Regions from separate parts of the Mustela erminea genome. Here region 1 is linked to region 2. Evidence: chromatin contacts called from public Hi-C data. All regions are on one chromosome and are shown on one strand. Each heading gives the region's core, a stretch centred on a gene start, on an enhancer-like site or on the middle of the called end of the contact. The rest is flanking DNA. Distances are from core to core; before and after follow the strand shown.

Region 1 (2,750 bases), core at 182-2,681, 74 kb after region 2:
ACACAGAATTGTAGCCAGAATCCTAGAACTACAGGCTCAAAACGACCACAGAATTCCAGAACCGTGTATTGTACCAGATGGAATCCCAGGAGTGTGGAACTCAGAATTAGTGTGGAATTCAGAATTTATGTCCACAGGACCCTGGAGCCTCAGGAGTGTCAACCACAAAATCCTGGAGTCACAGGCTCTGATCTGTAGCCCAGAGTATTCTAGAACCACAGGACCCAGAAATTCAGCCCACAGGATCCTAGCACCAGGGGACTCAAATCCGCAGCCCACAGAATCTTAAGAGACCACAGCACGCAACACACGAAAGCCTGGAACCATGGGAAGCAGAAGCGATGCCCACGGTTTTCTAGAACCACAGGAGAGGAATGAAGCCGTGGGTTCTCAGCACATTAGTGCTAGCAGGGTGGCCCAGGAGCTCTTCTCATTCAAGTCCCCTCCTTTCAAATATGGGGTGACTGAGGCCCTCTGAGCCTCCAGGGCCACCCTGCCAGAGCCCCTCGCGGCCCTCAGGAGTGCTGGGATGTCAGGGCCCCACAGCGGCTGGTGGGCGGGGATGCCCGGAGGGGGACGCCCCGGCGGGGGAAACCCTTCGGGCACCCGGGACCCTCGGTGCGCAGGCGCACTCACCGGCGGTATCGTATAGGTTCAGGGTCACCTCCTTGCTGCCCACAGTCACGCTGGCCGTGTACTTCTCGAACACGGATGGGGCGTAGTGCTGTCGGAGAAGGGGTCGGCCGGTTCTTAAGGGGTGCGACGGGGGGGGGCAGGGCTCAGCTGCGCCGCCCCCCTTCACCCCATCCAGCTCAGCTCCCCTCACCCTGCTGGGCTCTGGAATTCCCGAGGGGGCGCCCCGGGGTGGCGGCTGCCTCTCTACGCACAGGACGCCGGGGAGCCGGGGTCCAGGCTCAAGGCGCAGGCTGAAGGCCGTCCGTCGCCCCCCGTGGTCCCAAGCCCGTTTGCCCCGCAGTCTCACCCCCACCAACCCCCCGGCGGGCCTCACCTCAGGGAAGGAGCCCTGGCTGTACACCATAAGCAATGATGTCTTGCCGCAGCCACCGTCACCCACGATCACGATCTTCAGCTCCTTCCTGCCCGGGCCCGCATTCGGGCCCGGGGCCCCGGGGGCATCCATAGCTGTGAGCAGCCGGCACCCGCAACCGCGCGCCGGGCTGACTTCTGGGGCTGAACGATCGGGAGCGGGGGCGGGATCCAGGGGGCGGGGCGAGACAAACCCCGCCCACTATGTGCGGGCATCGCCTCCGCCAGGCAGCCACCCGGGCCCACCTCCCAGCCTCAGTTTTCCTTTCTGTTCGGTCCCGGACCGGGGCGTTCACTTTTCATTCCCAGGGAAACTGAGGCAACTGAGAAACGGGGGCACTCAGCCTGAAGCGCGGCTCCCACTCCCTTCCCTTCATGTCAAGGCGCGCCCCCCACCGACAAGATTCGATCGTTTCCGCCGTTCCTTGCCGGGCACCTCTGATTGGCAGGCTCCGCCTTCTGGCAGGGACCCTCTGATTGGCCGATTCGTCCCCCCCCACCGGACAGAGACCCTTTGATTGGCGGATCGTTGCCCCAGCACCAGGAGTCCGGGAGCCTCGGTCTCAGGCTCAGGGAAAAGCCCCTTGTCGTTGCCCCGCCTCAGCTGTGTGGCCTGGGGCAAGTCGGCTTCTGACCTGGTCCCCCACGAGGTAGGTTGTTAGTGCCAGGGAGGATGCTGGCATGGGGGCGTGTCTGCTCACCTAGACCAGCCCTACGGGCGCCAGTGATGGGGTTGGGGAATAGCGGTTCCATTCACCTACCCCCACCACCTCCCCAAGAGCGCAAGGTGGACGTCTGGCGCCCTCTGGCGGGCAATCGCCTTGGGGCGGGCAGCTTGGAGAGCAGGTGAACGACTCCGGAACAATATACCCTTTGGGGGTTGGCCCCAAACCACGCGGGCGGAAGTCTCTTTCTAGCAGGGGCAGAGGCATGAACCGAGGAAAACACCGTCGAGGAAGGAATGGGTAAAGCCAGGGCAGATCTAGTTGAGGTAAGCTGGGCTCCCTCGTAACACCCACCCCAGCCTGAAATTTGATTAAGCGCCCTCCAGACAGCAGCTTTGTATCTTCATGCCAAGGACTGTCACCAACCCTCCCACTTCCCTGATCGAAACAGCTATTTATCGAGCGCAATGTGCAGGTACTACTGGGGCTGCTGGCTGGCTGAGATCACTCCTGTCCCCCATTCTTTCCCTCCCCGCGACCCCTGGGCCAACCGTCCGTTGCACAAGCCAGGCCGGCAGTCAGGAGAGGCTGGGGACCTCTGGAGCCAGTGTGTGGCTGGTGGGCATTGATTGAGGCAGGGATAAGTGAGATACAGGTCCTACCCTGTCTACTCTTGGTAGTTTCCTCAGAGAGGAAGGACTCAGGATCTTCTAGCCACGACCCCCTCCCCACAACCCCTCAAGAAGATTTTCAATTTTCAAGTTCTCAGCAAAGATCAGGTAAACTTTAGTTCACGGAGGAAACTGCCAGGTTGGCAATTTAAAAAAGGCCGGGTAGGTTTTCCGCGGAAGCAAGGCAGGGTCTGACCACCAGAGGGCAGCAGCGACCGCTCGAGGAAGCTTACCAAAAAAAAAAAAAAAAAAAAAGAGCCCAGAGCTGGGAAAAGGAGGGAAGGCCAAGCTCCAGGTCAAGTGAGTCCTAGGCCCGCCCCACCACCTCCTCATTGGGTCAGAGGGCCACCTGCTGGGTCAAGCACCC
Region 2 (2,827 bases), core at 286-2,785:
AAGTTAAAATAACCTGACATACCATTACATACTGTCTAGACTACGAAAAATGTGTAAAAATGGTGGTCTGTAATATTGGTAGCACTGTGGGGAAAGAGGCACCATTACGTACTGCTAGTCATCCAGGGAATTAGGTAAACCCTCTTGAAACACCATCTGGAACTACGTTACAGAAACTATAAAACTATTTTCTGACTGAATTAATTCCACTTAATGACTACTATTTATTTACTTAACATATAGCTGGTGTGATGCATAGTACTTGGTACTTCAGTTTTCTTATTTTTAAATTTTTATTATTTTTTAAAATTTTGTTTATGTATTTGACAGAGAGAGAGAACACAAGCTGGGCAAGAGGCAGCGGGAGAGGGAGAAGCAGGCTCCTCGCTGGGCAAGGACCCTGAGATCATGACCTGAGCAAAAGACAGATGCTTAACCGGCTAAACTACCCAGGAGTCCCCATTTTTTTAAAGTACTTTTCTTCTTTTTTAAAAAAAGATTTTATTTATTTATTTGAGGAGAGAGAGTGCAAGAGAAGGGGTAGGGCCAGAGGGAGAAGCCGACTCCCCATTGAGCAGGGAGCCTGATCCAGGACGCGTTCTTGGTTCTTGGGAGTCCAGGATCAAGATCTTAGCTGAAGGCAGTCGCTTAACTGACTGAGCCGCCCAGGCGCCCTAAAGTACTTTTCACAACAATCCTATGAGATAGGTAGGAATCCTTATTCTCATTTTAAAAAGTCAGCAAACTCAGGTTCACAGAAGTTAGATAAGCTACCCAGAGGAAAAGATCAAGAAAGTGGCTGAGTCAGGATTCAATCTCAGACCCGTTAACCTAGGAAAACCTGGCCAGAACATAGCACTGACTCTCATTTCAGAGAATTACCTCCAAGGGAATAGTACACTTGGGGCAAGAGAAGAAATTTATGAAAAATATAAATACTAGCAGAATTCTTCCAAAAGGAAAAACTGGAATATGCACGCAGTAGATAATGTAAATTAGGCCCGGCACATACCAGGATCTCCATAAATGCTTAATTTTTTAAAAAAGCAATTGGGTGGGGAAAAGCTCTGGCCCTTTACGCCTGGGTGGCTCAGTGGGTTAAAGCCTCTGTCTTCGGCTCAGGTCACGATCCCAGAGTCCTGGGATCAAGCCAGGCATCGGGCTCTCTGCTCGGCAGGGAGCCGGCTTCCCCCCTCTCTCTGCCTGCCTCTCTGCCTGCCTCTCTGCCTACTTGCGATCTCTGTCTGTCAAACAAATAAACAAAAATCTTAAAAAAGAAAAAAAAAAAAAAAGCTCTGGCCCTTTAAACGACAGTCTGGTTAGGAAAGGAAGCCGCAGACTGCGCTGACGTGAAAAGCTTCAGGCCTCATTTGAATGAGCATGCGCAAAAGCTCGCCCTCGTTCCCTCGCCACGTTCCTATACTCAAATGCGCGTGCGCCGCCTGAACCTGGGGCAGGCAGTTGGCTCCGCCCACCTATTTAGGCAGGCGGAGACAGTCGCGTGAGTTCTGCGGGCCTACAATCTCCCGCGCTATTAAGTAGCCCGCCCCTTTTTGCACATGCGCATACTTCAAGCCCTAGAAGGAGGGGTTGTTGAGTGGGTCTTGGAGCTGCGCCTGCGCCGTGGACGCCCCTGCCGGAAGTGGGCGGGTCGTATTCCAAAGCCTAAAGGGCGGAGGGAGAAAACGCGGCAAATGCCAATGTTGCTGAAGGGAAAGCATGTTGGGGGCGCTGTCCCAGCTGTCCTGCTGCAGAACTAGTCAACGTAGAAATGTAAAGACCAGAATGTGATCGCAGAGAAATTCCTTGCCGATTTAAACAAGGTTTTACAAGATTATTCTGTTTACATGTGTGTTAAATGAAGGGTTTAGGGAAAGGGAGGATTTTCCCCGAGTTTCCTTTTTTCCTCATGAATTCTTATATTTCTAGAAGGCTTCAGGACTCGGGGAGATTTGAATGCCTCCCATGTGCCCAGTTTGAAAACAAGTATTATGAAAAAAAATTAGAGAGGAACGTGTTCTTGTCCACAGAAACGTTCGTTCCGGGAGTCAGGAAACTGTCTGGAAGACAAGTGCGGTAAGAGTCGGAGAAGAAACAAGTCCGCTTCGAGGTAAGTGATTTTGTGTCGTTAAAATGGTAAATGCTTTGGAAGTCCCTTGTGTCACTTCATCGGCTTTATTCCATAAACATTTGTGGAAAGCATCTTGTGTTTTATACGAACGCACCTTACTGGATACTGGAAATTCAAAGATGAATGTAACTCAGCCCCTGCCCCTGAAAAGTTCACACCGTGGGGCCCGGGAGTGGGACTAGCCTGGGCAAGGTCCTGGACTGGGAATGATAGTGTAAAGTAGCTTTGGAGACTGCCTTGACTGAAACGGGAGGGTGACCTCAAAGAGCATGGGAGATGGTGTCCTATGAACATAGCGGAGGATGGGGGGCAAGGGGGAGGGTAGTCCGGGAGAGAGGAGGTTAGGTGCCAAGCTGAGAATGTTTGGAACCAAATCCGGTGGTTAGGAACCTGTGTGTTTTCTTGAACTTGCTTTGATACAGGGGATGAAGCAGAAGGTCGCTTTTTGACCGCAGTGACCTGGTTAAACAGGGAGAAGCTGGAAAGCTCTGTAAGAAAGTGTCCAGCTGGTGAGCTGAGAAACTTCCATGCCAAGTTATAAGTCCTCATTAAGGATCCAAACAACTGAAAGGAAAACTGATTCTTGGGTATTCTGAGGACGTTACTAGATGTTATGTCGGGCTAGGGAGAAAGAATTTTCCCTTTTGTGTTTATTTATTTTAAATATTTGTGTATTTATTTATTTGAGAGAGACTG

The links. Hi-C and Micro-C count contacts between places; a contact is called where the count stands out from the background.
Region 1: a contact with region 2 is called in a Hi-C map of skeletal muscle, with 5 times the contacts expected there. The contact joins the promoter of RHOF here to the enhancer-like site in region 2. A contact is called at or near these places in 2 of 3 Hi-C or Micro-C datasets (skeletal muscle and spleen).

What each region holds. Positions count from the first base shown.
Region 1 is chr13:85,419,319-85,422,068 of mMusErm1.Pri, forward strand. RHOF (rho-related GTP-binding protein RhoF) reads right to left here and starts at 1,432. Exons shown (of 5, transcript XM_032310562.1): 1 at 1,010-1,432; 2 at 637-724. The coding sequence starts at 1,141.
Region 2 is chr13:85,345,431-85,348,257 of mMusErm1.Pri, forward strand. No RefSeq gene overlaps it. Among named protein-coding and RNA genes, the nearest start is that of MORN3, 9.6 kb to the left of the region's middle. Within about 2 kb of position 1,536, the one cell type or tissue checked has open chromatin away from gene starts, as enhancers often do.